Linked DNA regions of Mus musculus: regions 1, 2, 3, 4, 5 and 6 are each linked to region 7. Evidence: chromatin contacts called from public promoter capture Hi-C data. All regions are on one chromosome and are shown on one strand. The core of a region is the stretch at or near the end of the contact, and the rest is flanking DNA. Distances in the headings are between cores, read along the strand shown.

Evidence for each region. Promoter capture Hi-C pulls out the DNA fragments that hold promoters and counts their contacts.
Region 1: a contact with region 7 is called in a promoter capture Hi-C map of embryonic stem cells, with 2.1 times the contacts expected there. The contact joins the promoter of Polr2m here to the promoter of Mns1 in region 7. A contact is called at or near these places in 2 of 39 promoter capture datasets (embryonic stem cells and liver), 3 of 115 datasets of contacts at active chromatin or transcription factors (bone marrow-derived macrophages, large pre-B cells and memory CD8 T cells) and 2 of 9 other capture datasets (adipose tissue and macrophages).
Region 2: a contact with region 7 is called in a promoter capture Hi-C map of hippocampal neurons, with 3 times the contacts expected there. The contact joins the promoter of Cgnl1 here to the promoter of Mns1 in region 7. A contact is called at or near these places in 4 of 39 promoter capture datasets (the 3T3-L1 cell line, cranial neural crest, embryonic stem cells and 1 more) and 1 of 115 datasets of contacts at active chromatin or transcription factors (stem cell-derived neural progenitor cells).
Region 3: a contact with region 7 is called in a promoter capture Hi-C map of pre-B cells, with 5 times the contacts expected there. The contact joins the enhancer-like site here to the promoter of Mns1 in region 7. A contact is called at or near these places in 9 of 39 promoter capture datasets (the 3T3-L1 cell line, the C10 cell line, embryonic stem cells and 3 more), 1 of 115 datasets of contacts at active chromatin or transcription factors (T-cell acute lymphoblastic leukemia) and 2 of 9 other capture datasets (embryonic stem cells and macrophages).
Region 4: a contact with region 7 is called in a promoter capture Hi-C map of liver, with 3 times the contacts expected there. The contact joins the enhancer-like site here to the promoter of Mns1 in region 7. A contact is called at or near these places in 4 of 39 promoter capture datasets (the 3T3-L1 cell line, hippocampal neurons and liver).
Region 5: a promoter capture Hi-C map of embryonic stem cells shows a contact between it and region 7, with 2.7 times the contacts expected there. The contact joins the enhancer-like site here to the promoter of Mns1 in region 7. A contact is called at or near these places in 8 of 39 promoter capture datasets (the 3T3-L1 cell line, cranial neural crest, embryonic stem cells and 3 more), 3 of 115 datasets of contacts at active chromatin or transcription factors (double positive thymocytes, embryonic stem cells and thymocytes) and 1 of 9 other capture datasets (embryonic stem cells).
Region 6: a contact with region 7 is called in a promoter capture Hi-C map of the 3T3-L1 cell line, with 13 times the contacts expected there. The contact joins the enhancer-like site here to the promoter of Mns1 in region 7. A contact is called at or near these places in 17 of 39 promoter capture datasets (the 3T3-L1 cell line, 3T3-L1-derived adipocytes, the C10 cell line and 10 more), 1 of 15 datasets of contacts at CTCF or cohesin (large pre-B cells), 3 of 484 Hi-C or Micro-C datasets (bone marrow-derived macrophages, embryonic stem cells and muscle stem cells), 5 of 115 datasets of contacts at active chromatin or transcription factors (T-cell acute lymphoblastic leukemia, embryonic stem cells, fibro-adipogenic progenitors and 2 more) and 4 of 9 other capture datasets (adipose tissue, embryonic stem cells, liver and 1 more).

The regions. Positions count from the first base shown.
Region 1 is chr9:71,484,671-71,487,370 of GRCm38.p6, reverse strand. It overlaps Polr2m (polymerase (RNA) II (DNA directed) polypeptide M), which reads left to right and starts at 1,388. Exons shown (of 4, transcript NM_178602.3): 1 at 1,388-1,687. The coding sequence starts at 1,575.
Region 2 is chr9:71,770,226-71,772,925 of GRCm38.p6, reverse strand. Cgnl1 (cingulin-like 1) reads left to right here and starts at 1,324. Exons shown (of 19, transcript NM_026599.5): 1 at 1,324-1,417.
Region 3 is chr9:71,653,589-71,656,355 of GRCm38.p6, reverse strand. It overlaps Cgnl1 (cingulin-like 1), which reads left to right. Exons shown (of 19, transcript NM_026599.5): 9 at 104-310; 10 at 959-1,063. Among named protein-coding and RNA genes, the nearest start is that of Myzap, 63 kb to the right of the region's middle. Within about 2 kb of position 1,460, at least 9 of the 459 cell types and tissues checked have an H3K27ac peak or open chromatin away from gene starts, as enhancers often do.
Region 4 is chr9:71,709,638-71,712,337 of GRCm38.p6, reverse strand. The region is part of intron 7 of Cgnl1 (cingulin-like 1); the gene reads left to right. Among named protein-coding and RNA genes, the nearest start is that of Gm51713, 55 kb to the left of the region's middle. Within about 2 kb of position 1,352, at least 17 of the 459 cell types and tissues checked have an H3K27ac peak or open chromatin away from gene starts, as enhancers often do. A contact at or near this core is called in liver, where this site is marked.
Region 5 is chr9:71,878,392-71,881,126 of GRCm38.p6, reverse strand. All of the region lies in intron 12 of Tcf12 (transcription factor 12), which reads left to right. Among named protein-coding and RNA genes, the nearest start is that of Cgnl1, 110 kb to the right of the region's middle. Within about 2 kb of position 1,461, at least 62 of the 459 cell types and tissues checked have an H3K27ac peak or open chromatin away from gene starts, as enhancers often do. A contact at or near this core is called in embryonic stem cells, where this site is marked.
Region 6 is chr9:71,825,031-71,827,839 of GRCm38.p6, reverse strand. No RefSeq gene overlaps it. Among named protein-coding and RNA genes, the nearest start is that of Cgnl1, 55 kb to the right of the region's middle. Within about 2 kb of position 1,484, at least 74 of the 459 cell types and tissues checked have an H3K27ac peak or open chromatin away from gene starts, as enhancers often do. A contact at or near this core is called in adipose tissue, hippocampal neurons, muscle stem cells and 1 more, where this site is marked.
Region 7 is chr9:72,437,263-72,439,962 of GRCm38.p6, reverse strand. Mns1 (meiosis-specific nuclear structural protein 1) reads right to left here and starts at 1,434. Exons shown (of 10, transcript NM_008613.3): 1 at 1,284-1,434; 2 at 502-723. The coding sequence starts at 1,286.

The DNA of each region.
Region 1 (2,700 bases), core at 139-2,638, 950 kb after region 7:
TGAGTTCATATCTGATATATGGGCTTCCTGAAACCTAACTGTCCAGAACTAACTACATGCTGTGGTCTCTTAGATCTCTTAGCAATGCTTCAAAGATAATTGTTTCGAAGTCCATCAGGTATAAGTGTTATAAAAACAATGAAATGTGACTCTCCCTGAGAAGCCCATGCCCATCTCTGGGTATATGTTCCATTTGAGCACTTTTATATCTCTGAACACTCATACTTAGGCCTGTATGAAAATATTTTTTATTAGACTCCTATTCTCCTAGTCCTGAATATTTTCAGCATCAAAGTTACAAACCCTGGTTTGAAATCCCTAAAAGATTAGAGGAATTTCTCAGGCCGTGGAAGTCAAGAGTGGAGCCGTTCTTCCTTTCTATTCCCTTTGTTAATATGGCTTAATAAGCCCACTCTTAAGAGAAATGAGAGTTTATGTTGACATGAACATCTATTAAAAATGTTGACAGTGACTTGATCTGTGATCATTAAGAACTGAAAACAACTCAAATATCCTTCAGCATAAACACACAACTCACAATGCAATACTGCCTAGCAATAAAAAAGGGGCAGGGCAGCAAAGCCCGAATCAGAAACTGTCCAACTACTTGCCAAAGACGCTGTACTATTTTGCATCCTCTGCTCCCCCATTAGCAGTCTGTAGGAATCTCAGTCGCTCTTCATTATTTCCAACAGTTGACATGGTCGACCTTTCTAATTCCTGATATTCTGACTTGCTCAAATATTCAAATCTTGTTTTGTTTGAGACAGAGTCACTTTGCAACCTCGAATTCACTATGTAGATCAGGCTGGCCTTGAACTCAGTCAGCCAGACTTAAAGGCATGCACGACCATACCTGACTATATTGTTTCTAATATGCATTTTATTATAGCTAGCTATATTGGTCACTTGTTATTTTTTGAAGACTAAATTATGTTAATGTGTGTGTGTTTGTGCGCAGGTGTCTGGAGAAGCCAGAGTTTGTGAAGTGCCCTGGAGCTGCAGTCTAAAGGCATTTGTAAGCTACCCAACAGGGGCACTGGTACCCAAACTCTGGCATACTGCAAAAGCAGTATGCCCTCTTAGCCACTGAGCCATCATTATAACCCCGTTATTTATTTTAACTGTGATTAATGTCCATTCAGGAATCCCTGTAAATTTTTTGTCCAAAACTTTGATTGCTTAATCGTAGATGCGACGCTCTATTACTTTCGTCATATTTTACTTATTAGAAGTGAGTTTGTAAGTCTTTGACTTGAGTGTCCTATATTTCCCAGTGCACAGGCGAAAAGCCGGGAAAGCAAAAGGCCCATCCAGAGAAAGCCCGCCAAACCCAGACGCCTTGGCGGTGATGTAACTTCCGCCCCTGCACGCTTCCTCGGGCGTCCCCTCGTCCTGGCCTGTCCGTTTCCGGCATTTCAATAAAGCTCCCTTCGGCTCGGAGAAGCCGTGCTCTTCCGGGAAAATGGCGACTCCCGCTCGCGCTCCAGAGTCGCCGCCGGCCGCGGAGCCAGCGCCCGCCGTGGGCCCCGCCGGGGATCCCTGCCCGCCGCGCCAGCCGCAGCCCGTGCGCAATGTTCTCGCTGCCCCGCGGCTTCGAGCCCCCAGCTCCCGAGGACTTGGGGCGGCAGAGTTCGGCGGAGCTGCGGGAGAGGTTGAGGCGCCAGGAGAGACTTTTGCGCAACGAGTAAGCGGTGGCCCTGGGGTCGCGGTTGCGGGGGATCGGGATCAGGGAACAGGCTCTCAGGGATCGGGATCCGGGGACTTGGTCTCCCGCCCCGCCCCGCGGCCTGGCGCGCGAAGGTGACCTTGCGTGGCCAGGCCTCCCGAGCCAGGCCTGTCCTGTGCGCGGGCATGGCTCCATGCTGCCCGGCCCTCACTCGGCAGCCGCGCCTGCTCGATTTCATGTTCGCACTACAGCTTTGAACGAGCTCCGGTACCAAAGCCTCTTGATCGGAACGTGTGGGATTTCCTTCTCTCTATCTGAAGCCCCACTCTTTCCCCAACCATAGATTTGGAGAGCGGGCTGGAAAGTTTGGTTCATGCGTAGTGGGGAGAAGATGATAGCTGATTGCCTAAAGGCAGCTTTGTTTAGGAACAGGATTGAAGGAAGACGCCAAAAGGATATTTTCTGAGAGGTTTTTTTTTCAGCAAGGAGGGAAAAATGGACCATGAAGGCAATCGAGGGATTGGGGGAACTGGTGTAATAATTTGGAGACAAATATATATTAATAGTTAACAGGTGGTTGAAGTTTCTGGGGAGCAACAAAGAATAATGGGAAAATTGGGAGAGAGGGATGGATTTTAGGTTAATTTTTTATTTTGGGCGTATTCAGTTGAGGGAGTAATTGCAGGCATTTAGTTAATTAAAAGCCAACCGATTAAAACCCAGAGGAATGAGTATTAGGCACAAGAGAGAGAAGGCTGAAAAAAACCGAGAGGAACTCAGTTGCAGAGAGGCATTAATACTGTTGAAAACGTGGGAATAAATGTATCAGGAAAAATAGAGGACCCAAGGTTTAGCCCCCTTCTCCTGTTTGTTATATAACCAAGGAAAAGAACCAGAAAGGGAATTTTTGTCACTGAGGGAAAGGAGCCAATGACCATTTGGCAGGAGGGGTTCCTACTAGAAACAGGTAGGTATTTTGACTTTTCAAGATTGGGTTGTTAATTTTAGCAGTGAATTAACCTTCTGGTCTT
Region 2 (2,700 bases), core at 75-2,574, 670 kb after region 7:
AGCACAGCCTCCCTTACAGTTTGCCTAATTCCAGATATACCCAAAACCCAGATGTCTTTGCACTGGCAAGCAGTCCCGTTGAGAACACTGTTCATGCAGTTTTATCATCTACAAAGCCCAGACTTGAGAACTAAGCAATCAAGTTTCACAAAAACGTGCAATGTTTTAAGTAGGCTTACTACTTTCTTTTTGTTGGGAGGAGGGACAAAGGTTGCATTCATAACTATACTCGGCTGACTAGGCGTGGAGCATGCCTGGTAGACCCACTGTTTCCAAAGGGGTCCAGGGAGAATAGCTTCCTCCTTTGTCTTCTTTTTAAAGATCACTTGAAAATATTTTTTTTTCAAGTTTTGCCTGCATGTATACCTGTGCGCCACATATATGCAGTACCCGAGGAGGCCAGAAGATGGCACTAGATCCTCCTGGCACTGAAGTTAACAAAGGTTTTGGGAGCTGTCTTGATGGTGCTGGGAATTGAACCAGATCTTATAGAACAGAAACAGATCTTAACTTCTGAGCCATTTCTCCAGCTCTGTAAATAAATACAAGCACGTTTCATCACTGTGCAACTTTTCTTCTATTGCTGTTGCAGTTTTCCTACAAAATAATCACTATTACTTTTTGAAATCTTTTCACGTTACTGTTTTGAGTGACTGAATTTTTGAGTGTTGATTTTATTCAACATGTTTGTCAGTAAACATTTACTTATTAAAATACTGTAAGACACATGCCATTTCTGCAGTCCTTTCTTCAGGAATAACAAGCCGTTGAGTGAGTGCCTCGCTCACTTTACAATGGAGGAAACTGAACTTGGAAATGACACCCTGGCCTTCCCAGTTGGCAATGTAATGCCACCTTCCCTGGAAAACTAACTAAACTAGGGCCTGAGAGTTTGTCTCTAATGTCTGTGCTGCTACCAGGAGCCAGGTGACCTCAGAGCTAGGCCCAGCTTTAGCTTATAGACGTCACTTTGTCACTTCGTGCCTTTTGTGATTTGCTTCTAGGTGACAGAACAAGGCTGAGTGGAAGAATGGGGGGAAACTGAGATCTGGGGTGGGATTGCGGAATAGGGAAAGTTTCCTGGAGGAGGGGTTGTAAGGGGGTGCTGAGAGAGAGAAGAGAGTGGCTGCGGGTGGGAACGGGGTGCTGGTATGGGCGCAGGGAGGTCTCAGGGCGCAGATGGGGCAGGGTTTCAGGGATCGCCCGGGACTGTCCGCGAGGGGCCGCAGTCCTCGGTCCGCCGGGTCCTGGGTCGCTGGGAGGGTCCGGACGCAGACCCGCCTGCTCCTCCTCCCGGGAGGGCGGGCGACTGCAGGGCGGGGCGGGGCTGGCGCGGCCTCCTGGCGACGCGGCGGCCGCTGCTCTCCGGCCCGGCTCTGCGGGCAGCTGCCGGAGCGGGACCCTGGAGGCAGAGGCGGTAAGTGAGCTCCGAGCGGGAGCCCGGAGGGTGTGCGCGGGACCCCGGAGCCCAGACGGTGCCCGGGAACTCGACAGGCTCGAGCTCCTGCAGCTTTGCGCAGTGCTCAGCCTCAGCGTCGGTCGTGGGATCCGGGCGCCGCGGCTGCAGTCCCGGGGCTGGAGGTGCGCTCCTGCCTCCTACGCTGAGCCCAGTACTGCAGACGAGTCGGACAGTTGGTGGCGAGCCTGTACAGGGCTCTAGTGACAGCTGCGGGCGAGCCCCACGGAGCACCGCACTCCCAACCCTTCCCTGCAGTGTTTGATCTCAGTGCTCTTTAAGCCATTCCTTAGAACAGGCTGGTGGCCGCTCCGCTGTCCTGGCCCCGCGTGCCACTGCACTGTCCAGGCAGGTCACCCCGAAAGCCCTTAAACCACGAGAGCACTTTTTTCGCTTTCTGAGGGACTTTTCCAAGTTGCATCACCGTTTGGCTTCAAGGTAGGTGCCTGGCTGTGGTGTTGGACTTACAGAGACTTTTTTTTTTTTTTTTAAGAACTTTGTATATTTACTGTGTGCGTGCCCTTTTACCCCAAGAACCCTTCCAACGCCGAGTACCCTGCTCAAAATACTGTAGGAGTTCTTTTAAAGAGGACTTGGCTTGCAGAGTGGGCTACACACCTGGTGAGATTTAAATCAAAACCAATGAAAAGATTCTCACCTTCCTCGCGCCCCCCACCCCCACCCTGGGTACATCTCTACTCCAGGGGTCTGGGGGTAGTCGGCGGTGGGAACTTTTAAAAAGCGACCCCGGGTGGTTCTGGGTGCAGCCAAGTTTGGAAGAGCAGAGCGCTCAGGCTCCTGACCCACCTCTCCACCAGGGGAGCCTGTGGACGCAGCCTGCTAACCTTAGACCGCAGGTGGTGCCATTTAAAAAATAAAAGTTCTCTTTGTTCCTAATTCTATTTACAGTAAATATTTCCGGGGGCACTTTCTATTTAGGAGGTTGGAGTGTGGGCATTAAATTCTGAAGTCATTGCCAGAGTCAAGGTTATATAGTCCTGTCAGGGAAAACCAAGTGATTCGGAAAAGTGTCTCAGATGAAGAGAACACTTAGGATTTGGTGAGCTTTTGTAGACCTCCTCCTTACACAGGCACGTGTGTACAGACACAAAAGCACTTGTGTTACATAAACGTGGGGATTTTCCTGGGAGTGGAGAGACCCTGAAGGGTTTCATTTGTGAGTTAGTTATTTTTGATGTGTGCTCGCGTCCTCAGGAGCAGCCATGTGTATGTTCCTTGATAGA
Region 3 (2,767 bases), core at 211-2,710, 780 kb after region 7:
TTATTGGGATGGCAGACATATACCAGGAGGTTCCAGCAGCAACTTCCTTCACGGGTTGGGGACCACCTATGAATACTCAGCACTTTGTTCTCCTTGTTCGCAGAATGTTGAGGTCCTGGCCAGCAGGAGCAACTCCTCAGAGCAGAGCCAGGCGGAGGCTGACCTGCGTGAGAAAGTGCTGAAGGAGGAGAATGAGAAGCTGCAGGGGAGGATTGCGGAGCTGGAGCGCAGGGCAGCCCAGCTACAGAGGCAGATGGAGGATGTGAAGGGTGACGAGGCCCAAGCAAAGGAGACACTCCGAAAGTGTGAGGTAAGAGGGCCTTGGCTGGGGTTTGGTGGCTTATAGCCCTCCTTCCTGAAAGTGATTTCAGAGGTGGGGAAGGCAGTCAGGATTTAGTTAAGATGCCAAGGTAAACTGCAAGCATAGGCCTAGGCCACACAGTTCCCAGAGACTCAGGCATCAGATATACTAACCTCCCTGAGGCTCACTGGGGAACCTCCCAACACCTGCAGAGGCCATTGTCACACCTCCAGTAGGCTGACTCACTAAAGACATCTTTTCTTTAACACATAGCTGATATTTTTGGAGATTTTAGCAAACCAGTTATCTGGTTTGCCCAGGCTTTAAAGTAGGAAGCAGTTAGGAAAAGAGGTGGTGAGAAACGGCAGCTGAGTGGCAGAGGGCCATCCTGGGCACCTGCATGCCTTCTACAGCACGGCCTTGCCCTAGGTGGAGTTTCTGCATACCTAGGGGTAAAGCGTGGGTACTTGTATTAATGGAAAACAAAACAAGACACCAAAGTAATCCAGAAAGTCACATGTACATAAAAGTGGGACTCCAGAGGGGGATACACCCAGGCACCCAGCCGTTCCTTATCATCTTTATCCCATGACAGGCACACCATGACCATGGCCATCTCTTGACCTTACATCTTTTGACCTATCTGTTTCATTGTAGAGTGAAGTACAGCAGCTGGAGGAAGCCCTTGTGCATGCCAGAAAGGAAGAAAAAGAAGCCACATGTGCCAGAAGGGCGCTGGAGAAGGAGCTGGAGCAAGCTCGGGTAAGCCCCAGCTTTCCCTTCCTCAGTCATGTAGGTAGACATGGTCATGGGGCCTGTCCTTTCAGGGAGTGCCTTTCACCTGCATAGCCACCCTGAGTTTCAGATGGCCCATCTAGACTGGTGACTCAGAGGTAGGGGACAGTTGGTAATCTCCAGAGAGGTTTAAATTGTCACAGTGGGAAGATACTGCAGGTCTACTCTGAGCATCGTAGAAAGCACAGGCCAGCCCTACAACCATGAACTTTTCTGGTCTAAATGTCACTGTGCCAAGGCTGAGAGAAACCCTTGGTGGGAAAATTCTCGGCAGTTTTGCAGAGATAAAATACAAACTGTGTACGAAGGCTAGCAGGACTTGTCTCTCAGGTGGCATGGAGTGGCCTCTCTGCAGAAGCCAATTTCCCTTCTCCCTTGGGCAAACACATTCCATACCATGATGTCACTCCTTCAAAAACGGCTATGGAAAGAGGCAGGAAGAAGTCATTTCCTTGAGACCAGATAGCTATCTGTCTTCAAAACCAGGAGGTTCGTAGAAAACGAGATTTTCCCATTTGGATGTCAGGAAGATTATTCGAAGTCCACTGTAGTCAAAGCCAGCGTTAGATCTGTAAGTTGACCTTTGCACAGTGGCCTCAGTGTCCCTTCTTTCTGTCCTCCTCTCTCAGGTTTTTAAAATGCTGCCCAAATATCCTCGGGGTGAGTTTTGGGGAAGGTGACAGGCAAAGGGCTGGCTCCAGGAGGCTGTTGAGGTTTATGGTGGGGAACCCACTGGTTTGCAGGGTCTGGTGGGGGACAGCAAACAGGAAGTGAGTCAAACTTGGAGCCATGGTTCAGAGTTCTAAGTGCACAAGGCTGGTTTTCCTAAGTTCTCTCCTGTAGTGCTGAGCAGGAGTCACACTCAGACATCACAACACCTGGCTTTTCCTTGGGTGCTAGGGATCTGAGCTCAGATCCTCATGCCTGTACAGCAGGTACTGTACCCACTGAGCCAGGTCCCTGGGTCCCCTCTGCAGCTCCCTCTGGGAGCAATGTTGAGTGAGGCACTTGGAAGCCTCAGAGATGATGCTAACAATACAAACCCTAATAGTGGAATAAAATTTGCGTGTGCAGGGTGGGGTGGAGGGTGGGGAATCACCAGATAGGTGATTCTGAGAGCCAGAGTAGGTGGATCTACAATGGTGGCCTTGAGCTTGGGGATCATTACCTGTTAGTGGATGCAGAGCCTTTGACTACATGACTAAGATCAAAACCCAAGGTTCACTAAGCTCCCAGGGATGAAGGAGACAGGAGGAAGGTTCTCAGAGCCGTGAGAGCATAGTAACTACAGAGCAGCCTCAGAAGTGACGGGGCTTTCCCTGTCTGCTGTCTCAGCACACAGATGCCTCGGGGGAGGAGGGGATAAGCACCAAGAGCGTCTCTCTCTCTCTTTTAATATTTGTGAATATGCTACACTGTCACTGTCTTCAAACACAGAAGAGGGCATCTGATCCCTTTACAGATGGTCATGAGTCACCATGTGGTTGCTGGGAATTGAACTCAGGACCTCTGGAAGAACAGTCAGTGTTCTTAACTGCTAAGCCGACTCTCCAGCTCTAAAAGCCTTCTTTTAAGGAAAAAAAATATTTTAAAAATTAATAGCTATATGATACCTCTTATATCAGATTCAGCAAACAGCAGTAGGATATCCCTAAACATAGAATGCATATC
Region 4 (2,700 bases), core at 103-2,602, 730 kb after region 7:
ATGTGGGCTGGCTGGCTTTTAATTAAAAGGACTTTTAAAATTGTGTGTGCATGTGTGTGTGTGTGTGTGTGTGTGTGTGTGTGTGTGTGTACATGTACAAGTGCTCATGTGTGGGGGTCAAAAGATAACTTTTAGAAGTTGGTTCTCTCCTTCCACCTTGTGAGTCTCAGGGATTGAACTCAGACCACCAAACTTGGCGGCAAGCACCTCCACTTGCTGAGCCGGCCCATTGGCCCATGAGACCCATTTCTTAGCTGGAATACAAAAACAATCTTAGAACTAGTGTTTGGCCCTTTTTCTGTCCATTCAAGTGGCCTCAAGTCTAACATGCAACACCTGTCCAGGGGGTTTTCTGGTGGACAGATGTCATTGATGAGTCTGCAGAGCTGAGAGGTGGCCCTGTCCCATAGAGGCTGCTGTGTCTTGCTCCTGGCCTTCCGGGCCTTCAGCGTCTCTGAAATGCTCAGCTCCAAAACCTTGGAGAGAGTTGGAGCCTGGGCACTCCTAAAATAAACATACACTGTGATTCGTCTAACATTACCTGGATTCTAATACAAGTGGCTGAGCAATGCCGTGGCTCTCTCCAGCCACCTTGCACTTTCTAGGCCATTGGTTAAAGCAGTGGCTCTCCACCTTCCTAAAGCCGTGACCTTTAATACCGCTCCTCATGTTGTAGTGACCACCCCCCCATTATAAGATTATTTTCATTGCTACTTCATAACTGTAATTTGCTACTGTTATGAATTGTAATGTAAATATAGGATACAGGATGTTTGATATGTGACCCCTGTAAAAAGATTGTTCAAAGGGGTCATGACCCACAGAACTTGTCAGAACCAGAAAAAAAAAAATGACCGAATTCTGTTAGACTCCTACAATACAAAACCTTCTTCTACCCCAGCAATGGGCATGGGCCAGGCGTAGTTTTTTTCATTTTGGCTCACAGGACTGCGGTGGATGTGGGATGCAGTTCTCTGTGGTCAGGGCTTGCAGCTGGGGGTGGGGGGACATCCCAGTGCTCGTCTCTCAGCAGCCTGCTGTTAGGATCACTGCTACAGCAGATAGCAGCTTCCTACAGGATGCACTTCCTTTGTCTCCAGCTTCTTCCTTCCTGCGGTTTTAGGTCGTGGCTGAGTTTCTTTGCTTTAGTTTCAAGAGATGAAATCCCCCAGAGTCCCTTACCCGCAGTGCACCTTTCCAGCCTTTTCCAGCAGACAGCACTCTGTTGTACTGCTTGCATCTAACACTTAGGCCACACACAGTGTCAGTGTTCAGCTTTCTGGGTGGTTTGTGGTCAGGTCTGTGGTCACTCCATGGGGAAAAGAAGGCACTAGGTCCTGTCCAGGCCACGCCCTCTGCTCTAATGTTTATCAGCTGTGTGACCTGGGCATGATTGAGACAGATAGACAGGCAGCCATACAGCGAGAGCGATCGATCGATCGAGCAAGCGAGCAAGAGAGAGAGAGAGGCAGGAAGATATGAGAGACAGAGAAACAGATTGAATGAATGTGCGTGCATGCGTGTGTGTGTGTGTGTGTGTGTCTGTGTGTGCCTGTGTGTCTGTGTGTGTGTGAGTATACATGTGGGTTCAAGAGGAAAACCTCATTTCTCAAATGTCAGCCCTACCTTGATATCTGAGACAAATCTCAAAAGTTGCCAAGCAGGCCAACTAGGTTACCTATCTCTATCTCTGAAGCTGGGATTGAATACGCCTGCCACTCAGCCTGACTTCTTCTTCTTCTTCGTCTTCGTCTTCGTCTTCGTCTTTCTTCCTTCTTCCTTCTTTCCTTCTTCCTTCTTTCCTTCTTTCCTCTTTCCTCCTCCTCCTCCTCCTCCTTCTTCATCTTCATCTTCGTCTTCTTCTTCTTTTGTGGTTTTTCAAGACAGGGTTTCTCTGTAGCCCTGGCTGTCCTGGAACTCACTTTGTAGACCAGGTTGGCCTGGAACTCAGAAATCCACCTGCCTCTGCCTCCCAAGTGCTAGGATTAAAGGTATGTGCCACCATGCCCGGCTCTTTTTCTTCTTTTTTAAAGCAAGTACATTATTCTGGGGATTGAACTAGCGCCCTGAGCCGGCTCCCCATCCCCAGATGTGTGATGTCAGAGGATGAGTGTTAGCATCTCAGAGCTCCTGGCTTTCTACCTTTTGATCTTGATCTCTTTGAATAGTCTTTTTTAAAATTATTATTATTTTTAGAAATAATATTATTCTCATGCAATCAAGTGCCAGCTTTTTTAGATCTTCCCTTACTTGCCCTCCATATACACTAAATTTTTTGTTTTGTTTTGTTTATTTAAATTGCGTTTCTTTATTTTTATGGATGTGGGTATGGGCATGCCCTTGTCTTTGCCTGTGGTGTGGAGGTTAGAGGACAGCTTGTGGGAGGGAGTCAGTTCTCTGCTTCTAGCACTGAGTGCTGAGGGTCAGACTCTGCCCGGACTCGGAAGCTAGCACCTTTACCTGCTAAGCCATCTCACAGGCCCCACGGTAGGTGTGAAATGGCTGGTTCCTTGTCACATGGCCCCTCTTGACTGCATGAAGGTTTAGAAATTAGTGATTCTAAGTAGCCAGATTTCCCCTTGATTTCCTTGACTGTAGTCTCTAGAGAGGTACATTTCTCTCTACTGGATGCTTGTTTATAGTTTAAGTTTCTCCTAGTTACCACTTTCCTCTTTATTTGATATAATTAAGATTTCATGC
Region 5 (2,735 bases), core at 212-2,711, 560 kb after region 7:
CCTCCATTTGGGAGTTATTTTGTTTTTCTGAGAAAAATATATGTAAAAAAACTATGGTATAAACACACAGAACTTTGTAATGTTCTCAGTGGTCTTTCAAGCTTCCTTTAGTTACTCTGGCATCCTTGATTTTCCTTCCATATTATGAACAGCATGCTAGAGAAACTAGGATGGCATTTGGAGAAAAAAGTCCAGATTTACTATGAGTGGAGGCCAGGAAGAAATGTTTAATCTAGCTAGTGGGTGGGCTTTGGTTGTCATGGAAACTCATCTCTGTCATCCTGTGTTGTTACTAAGCGGGAACAGCCAGGTCATTCCATAAATCATTTCTGTCATAGTTGAGAGTGATACATTCCATCTGGTCCATCACTGCAGACCCTCATGTGCACACTTCCTGTCCCTTCAGCCTCCCCCTACTTCTCCAACAGCATTGTTTCTTCAGCTTTCCTTACAGACTCACATTCACATTAATAATGTTTAGTTTTTAAAATATACTAAAAAACAAAAACAGTAATTGGAAGAATTAGGAGAAATGAGAGAAAGAAACTTAGGGAGGATTACATGTGCGAATCTGAATGCATATCAGAATTTTATGTTAAGTATTACAAATGGTTAGAATGTGGTGTCTCTAATATAATAATAGCATCTATTTTTGATGGGAAAATACCACTGTTGTCATTAGAAGTTAATTCTAGTTCCCTAGTTGCTTTAGAAGGTCTTTCATGTGTGAAACACCAGAGGGTACAACCTTTGTTCTTCAGTTTAGGTTTTAAAGAACACGCAGAATGCTGCGTGATTAAACATGTAAGGCCAGATAATGCGTTTGCAAAGGTTCTTTTATTTTAGGTTTAAGCCTGGATAATTGTGGTCTTAATCTCAGGATAGCAAGAAAGAGAATTGTACATGAAGGTATTTACACAAAGTCCCCAAAGCCCTATGGATTGTGCACTAGTTTAGATAATAGACGTGGGTAGATAGAAGGAAAGGAAAAATCTGTGTGTCCCTGAACATTTGCCAGACAATCACCCTTTAAGACTGTGCCCATGGAGAGTTATATGCAGGAAGAAACATCTGGTTTATTTCAGGGCCTAATACCATATCAAAACATTCAGTCTTTAATTTAGAAGAGATCAAACGAGAAGACTGTTTAACTTTGTTGATTATATCAGACTTCTTTGTGATAATTTATGTTTTGATTTCTATGAGCCAGGGAGGGAAGAAGAGAGGGAGAATGTGTGCGTTTTAATCTAGATAGTTAAATGGTCAGTAGTCCCTAACAAAAGAAAAGAAAATCCAGGGAAGTTGATGTTTAGAAGTAATTCATGAAATAAGTTTCTTTGTTCCTTAGACTCAATAACATTAGCATAATAAAGATTAACTGAAATGTCCAAAAGCTTCAGTGTTTAAAACCTTGGACTCTGCCTTCCAGGGTTGGGCCTGGAGCTCTCCATTGTTTCTGTTTGTCTGAAGCTCCTTTCATTAGCCTCTGGCTTTATTGGCACCCTACTGATTGGAATAGACCATGACTGATAGGAGGAGGAGCCTCATTTGTTGCAGTAAAATGAGGAATATTACCGTTTAAGTCTGGCAGAAGGTACTGGGAGTTATTCATCATTGGCCATTTAACTATGAGTGCCTGTGGGCTGCATGTAAAATGAGCTCTGACTTTGTTCCTGCCCCAAACTCTAGCCACTACCACCTCCGTTTTTAACGTGACTTTTTTCTTCCTTAAACACCAATATTCAATAAACACTAATTTTTCTTCCTTAAACACCAGAAAATAGAGAGAAAAATCTTCATTTAGAATGGTCTTTGCCAAAAAAGTCTGATATTTAGGATTTCTAAAGAAATCACGATTTTTATGAAATAATGTGATTCAGTTGTTTTGGTGATGGAATGAGCCTGCAGAGATACAGGCTGGTGAAGTGATCTGCCATCAGAAAGGCTTCTGTGTACCGGTATTGCTCTGCCACTCTTCCTCCCACATATGTCCTCTCTTTATGAGAGTAAGAAGTATAAACTCTGCTTTCTTCCACATAAAGGAACTCTAACCAGCATTTGACATACTTAGGGATTGCTTCATTGGAAGGGCAGAGCTGAAGAATTGGCAGTCCATTCACGCCCTAGAAAGCCTGTGCCTACCTAAGTGTGAGATACACATAGCCTAGAACATTAACATTAATTCTCAGCAATCATAGAACCTCAAGACATAATTGTTCTCAAAGTTTATGCCATTTTGTAGATTTGGAGTGAAGTCTATAACAAGCTCTTTCATTTTCTTGTTTCTGTTTTTTGATCCCCATTAACTAAATACTAAGGTAAAAATCTGTTATTTAAAGAATCTTTTTACTGATAATTATTATAGCAAATTTCACATGCAGTTTATCACTTATTAAAGTCCCAACACCGGGAAAACAAACAAATGGATGCCCAGGGCTTGGCCAGCTAGAGAGTCAGGCCAGTGAGAGATCCTGTCTCAAAAATAGGGTGGACAACTCCTAGGGAACAACGCCTGAGATTGTCCTCTGGCCTCCACACACATGCATACACAGATTTAAAACAGTGTGAAAATGATGCATATTTATCCCAGAAACTGAGAATTGTGAATACTGGTGTGTAGAGAGAGAAAGGGGGGGCAAAGAAAAGGGGGAGCACAGCCAAAATAAAGAAGAGAAGAGGAAAGAAAGCAGAGTAGTGACTCAGAGTTGAGATGTGACCTACTCAGCCTGTCAAGT
Region 6 (2,809 bases), core at 235-2,734, 610 kb after region 7:
GTTCCAGGAAACGCAACACTCTCCTTTGGCCTCCACAGGCACCAGGCATGCATGTGGTACACAGAAATGCATGCAGGCAAAACACTCATACACATAAAATTAAAGAAAAATTAAAAATCCAGAAAGATGTTTCCTCCCTGTTCCACTCTGTCTATTTGGGTACCTGAAAAACGTTATCCTACTAATCCAGAGCTAGAGACACGGTGTGAGCTGGAACCTGTCCCAGACTGTGGACTAGAGACCAGAAGGCTATTCTCTCCACAGAGTTGGGTTGACATGGATCTACTCAGAGCCCAGTAGCTGGCCACAGGGGAGATGGTGGAGATAATAGATGATAGAGATACTGGTGGAGATAATGCAATAGAATGACCAGGGCCTGCCACCAGACATGCGCGGCTCCCCACTGCAAGGAAGCAGAGCCGATCAAAGGCAAGTCTGTGCTCTTGGACCAATGTGTCTCTAAGAGCCTGGATATCCATGAGCAGGTGGACAAAAAGTTGGCAGAGTAGTCTATGCAGGATGAAGTGCTGATGGAGAGGTACATCGAGTTCTGGATCCACATGAACTTATCTGATTAGAGTGCTCCCTAGTGAGTGTGTGTGAAGACTGTCATACCTAGGCTTTCGGGAACATCTCCAGGATATCTGAGTATGGCGGGGTTCTACTGGATAAAGATTGGGTATTTGTCACTGTGTATGCAGATATATGTATATATCTGTATGAAAACAAATTTGGGCAAAAACAACCCCCAAAGAAAATAATACATGAACTTTTGAGTTAGAATTTCTATTGCATAGAACACCATGACCAAAAAAACTAGTTGAGGAGACAAGGGTTTATCTGGCTTACACACTGTTTTTCATTGTTGAAGGAAGTCAGGACAGGAACTCAGCAGGGCAGCAACCTAAGTCAAGAGCTGACGCAGAGGTCATGGAGGGATGCTGTTTACTGCCTTGCTTCCCCCGGCTTGCTTGCTTTCATATAGAACCCAGGACCACCAGCCCAGAGATGGCACCACCTATCACACACTGGGCCCACCTTCATTGGTCACTGAGAAAATGCCTTACAACTGGATCTCATGGGGGCATTTCCTCAACTGAGGCTCCTTCCTCTCTGATGACTCTAACTTGTGTGGAGCTGACTCAAATGCAGCCAGTATATCTTTCTTCATCAGAGCCTCTTAAAATCACTCAAAACCTGTCTGGACCTATGGCAGCTTGGGGTTCTGATGTCTGATTTGCAAATATAAAAATGCAGGAACACAGTGGCCCTGACTCCATCAGACACTCATGGTCCAGCACCCAGGTTCCACACTCCCCTTACAGCCTCCGCCCAGTGTGCTGGGCTTATTAGTCAGGAGGGATGGGGAGGTAACCTCCATCGTCATGGTAATTATAGCACTGACAGCTGGCCTCTGCTGGTGACCACTGCCCAGCACATGACTCAGTCAGGAGGCGATGGTGCTCACAGAGCATCTGAGGCAAAGCAAGAGGAACTCACTTTCCGCTCAAAGCTTCAAGGCTGAGTTTCCAGCTTGGCCTTGGCTTCGGGAGCCAGAACCTTGCAGTGTCTTGGCAATGAAACAGCTTTCGGATTTCTATTTTTAAAAGCCTTGGAAGTGCGTCACTTGGGGGATTGGGCAGAAGCCTTGTCCTGGCAACAACCCCAGAGCAACTGCAAAACCCAAATGCCACTCAGGACCCACTGGGCAATCTGTCCCACAGCGGACGGGAACAGCAGAGGCATGGGGACCCCAGCGCTCTGTCCTACGAGAGCAAACAGCTTGTGCTCCGGACTCCCACTCCCAGGCAGTCAGAAGCACGGCTCCATCACTTTGCAGGTGTTTACACAGGGGGCTCCAGTGCTAGCCAGCCAGGAGCTGGTCCAGGCTGAGAGTCACAGGAAAGAGGCATGTGAGGGAGAGAGCTTGGCATCCGGACTAGTGAAGAGACCGGAGGGGAGGGTGTTATGTGACACTATTTGTGGGAAGATGTTAACAAATGTCTGTTCTCCAACCAAAAGCAGACCAAAGTAAGGATACCAACCAAGTCCAACAATTAGCCTATTGGTCATTTACAGGGACCACACATGGGTCACTCAAAAGTTGCTTCACTGCTAAAAGCCCATACCATATGGCTGAAAACTCCCAAATCTGAATTGTGTGGAGCAAGTGAAGTCTTGAAGTGTTGTTGGCATGGGAACGGCCACGTCGAGGATCCCAACTCTTCAGCCCTATGGGAGTGGCAAAGTCTTCCCCTCATGAGGCTCAGAGGGCTGGCAAAGTTTTTCTCTTGTCCAAGTGCTAATGTCAATTAATGGTGCATGAAGAAAGTGTCTACATAGCTTCCCCCACAACCCACCATGTTTATAGCCTGAAGACTATTCCCTTACAGAGCCTGCTTCTACCAAGTTTAGAGCTAAACCTGTCTCCTTGTCCAGCTGTGCACCATAAGCCCCACCTCCTTGTTCACCAAAATAAACAGACTAATTTCTAGGGTGCTGAGGCTTCTCCATCAGAGAGTCCAGTCTGCTTGGCCCCAGTCAGCTATTTCTTGATTTCCCTAAAACCCAAGCTGTGCAAGGACATGACAGACAACCCTGGAAGTGTCTGCCTGACTTGCATGCTGCAGGACAGGTCAGAGTCTCCTATCCCTGGCAGTCCTTATTCTTTCTCTAAGGTTGAGGAGGGAGGGGCCTTGTAAATCTAATAAGCTTCAGAGACTTCCTGAGCCTTGTGAGTTACTCAAATCCCACCTAGAACTACCTGGAGCGCAACAAGTTTCTCTCCAGGATGGGAGTTTTCAACATG
Region 7 (2,700 bases), core at 185-2,684:
ACTCATGATAGATTTAGCCAGCAGAGCAGGATGTAAACACACGCATTCAATAACTGAATTCTTCAAAAATTAAAAATATGAGTAAGTGTACATCTCACACATATGTCCATCTCCTACCACTTTAATAGTGTCTATGTTTAACGTCATGAATTTTTAGAAAGGAAGGAATTTCTTAAATTTCTTATTAGAAATGTAGAGAAGGCAACACGGTTGCACTCACATAAACAAAACTGTGATGTTAACAATTACGGATTTCATGCTTATGTTTAAAAACAAAAATGGATATTCTTGCCAAATGCTATTCTAAAGTCTTTCGATTTGCTCGTTGTTAAAAGCATGCAAACTGACCAACTGACACCACGTTCTTCAGCTAAAATAACCAGGACTCCAAAGGATTCAGTCAGTTCCCAGCTCTCTGTATTTCCTCAACTCCAGGCAGGGCTGACAGCCATCTTTCACCTTTTCCAAGGAAAGAAAACTAACAAGGACATTGCAACTTACTTTTTGGATGGCTTCTTCCATGTCGAGCTCAAACTGCTCATTCTGCAGCACTCTGAGGAACCTCTGGCGTTCCACCTTCTCGTCGTTTTCATTTTGCACCACTTGGTTCTTGGCTTGCCTCTCTAACTTATTCATGACTTGTATGTTCAATGATTTGCGGAATTTTTCATCTACTAACTTCTGATGCTTTTCACTAAAGCTCAAAGCTCTCTTTTTGGTCGCCTACAAGTGCGAGGGGGAAAGGGAAATACACAGAATTCAATATTCTTCTTTCAAAAAGATACTGCTGAAAATCCCTATAATAAACACTATAAAATAGGTAACAGTATAAAAGGTCTTTGGCTTTAATTCAGGATATACTAATTAATATTTAAATATGATAATGTAAACTTAACGGCGTACTGATTGAGTACTACTAATAGTCCCTGTTTTGTAGTGGAAGCAGGAAAAGTTAAATTAAAATTCAACAGCGTCAGTGAGTGCGATGCGGATGCTCTCCAGCTGCAGCTTTACCACCAGAGAGTTGCCTTTCCCCCCACCCACAACAGAGCAGATTTAAAGATGTATCTATTTCGATGAGAGGGGGAAAGGTGCAGAAATGCCTGGAGTGTTCCTGGAAAAAAAAAAAAAAAAAAACCCAGAACCTTCTAGTAAGCAAATCGAAGTTTCTCACTGACCTCTCGGATTACGCACTTCAAATTGTATTTCAGAGAGCTCAAGACTACAAATAAACAGTTTGAAAGTCCCTGACCGACCCTTCCCCCGGCCTCCGAGCTGCTTACCATCTCGGTTGGCTTTAAACCTCCTCCTCCGGCAGGATGGGTCTCTGCCTCAGTTGCAAACGCGTCTTCCGGAGCAGCAGCCACGGCAGCGGATACCTGTGCACGCTGGGTTAAGTTTAAGCTGTGTCCCGGCAACCGCCAAAAATGCACCGCCCGCCCAAGAGGGACGCGGCCTCCCATTGGCTGGCACAATATCCAATCAGCACGGAGAGTCTTCGTTGCCAGGCAGGAGCGCTCCTTCCATAGGACCAAGCCAAAAGCGCGAAGTTCGGACGCTTTGCCCTAGCGGGAGCCGTTTACATCCGAAGGGAGCTAATCTCTGCGGTCTGGAGCCCAGCTAAAGCCCCAAGGAACCCCAATAAGCTCGGACTTGTCACTGCAGTGGACTGAGGGATGGTGCCCCTCTACCATCCTCAGTCGGTAGCAAGTTGCCTAACGTGGGTGCTGGGCCCTCCAAAAGAGCAGCAGGGCCCCCTACCGAGCCATTGCTCCATCCCTGATACACTCATTTTAGAGATGAAATATTTTGAGAACTTAGAGACACGGACGAGACCTATTTACTTACCTGGAACAGAAGCCACTGGATCGCTAGCGGAGTGTGAGACTGGAGAGCACGTGAAAACGGAACGGAACAGGTGTGGATGCATACTTGCAATCCCAGTGCTCTCTAAGGCCAGGACCACGTGCCGAGGGATGGCACCACCCACTGTGGTCTAGACCCCCCCCCCCATATTCATTAGTAACAATAATGATAATAGTCACCGCACGCCTTTAATCCCAGCACTTGGCAGGCAGATTTCTGAGATCGAGGCCAGCCTGGTCTACAGAGCCAGGACAGCCAGGTCTATACAGAGAAACTCTGTCTCAAAAAAAACAAAAAACCAAAAATAAATCATATATGAAACTGACTGTGGGGCAAAGCATATAATGCAAAGCATTCTTGGACTTAGGATGCAGCTAACAATCCCTTGGAACTCTACTAAGAATGTGGTTTGTGTAACTTTAAATTTTAGCTAATACATTAAAACCAAAAATTGTGTCTTGTGGAATATCATGGAACATCCTGGTGCATTGTATAATATTTAAATCAGTAAACATCAAAATATTTCTTTAGGGTTAAACAATCTTTTCCTCTGTGTGGTTTTTTTTTGTAATGTACAGCATATTACCATCCTACACCCCCACCTGGCTGTGCACCCCTGTACTTCTGACTATATTTTGCTAACTGCAGTCTAGCCCTTCGCCATTTCCCCCTGCCCTAGCCCCTGTCATCACCAATCTGCTTACAGTTTCTGTGAAATCAACATTGTTAAAGACTCTACGTGTTTTCACAATCATACTTTATCTTTTTTTCTTAAGAACTTTTTGAGATTTAACTTTACGTAAATAAAGTGTCTATGCGCCATTATGTGCCTGA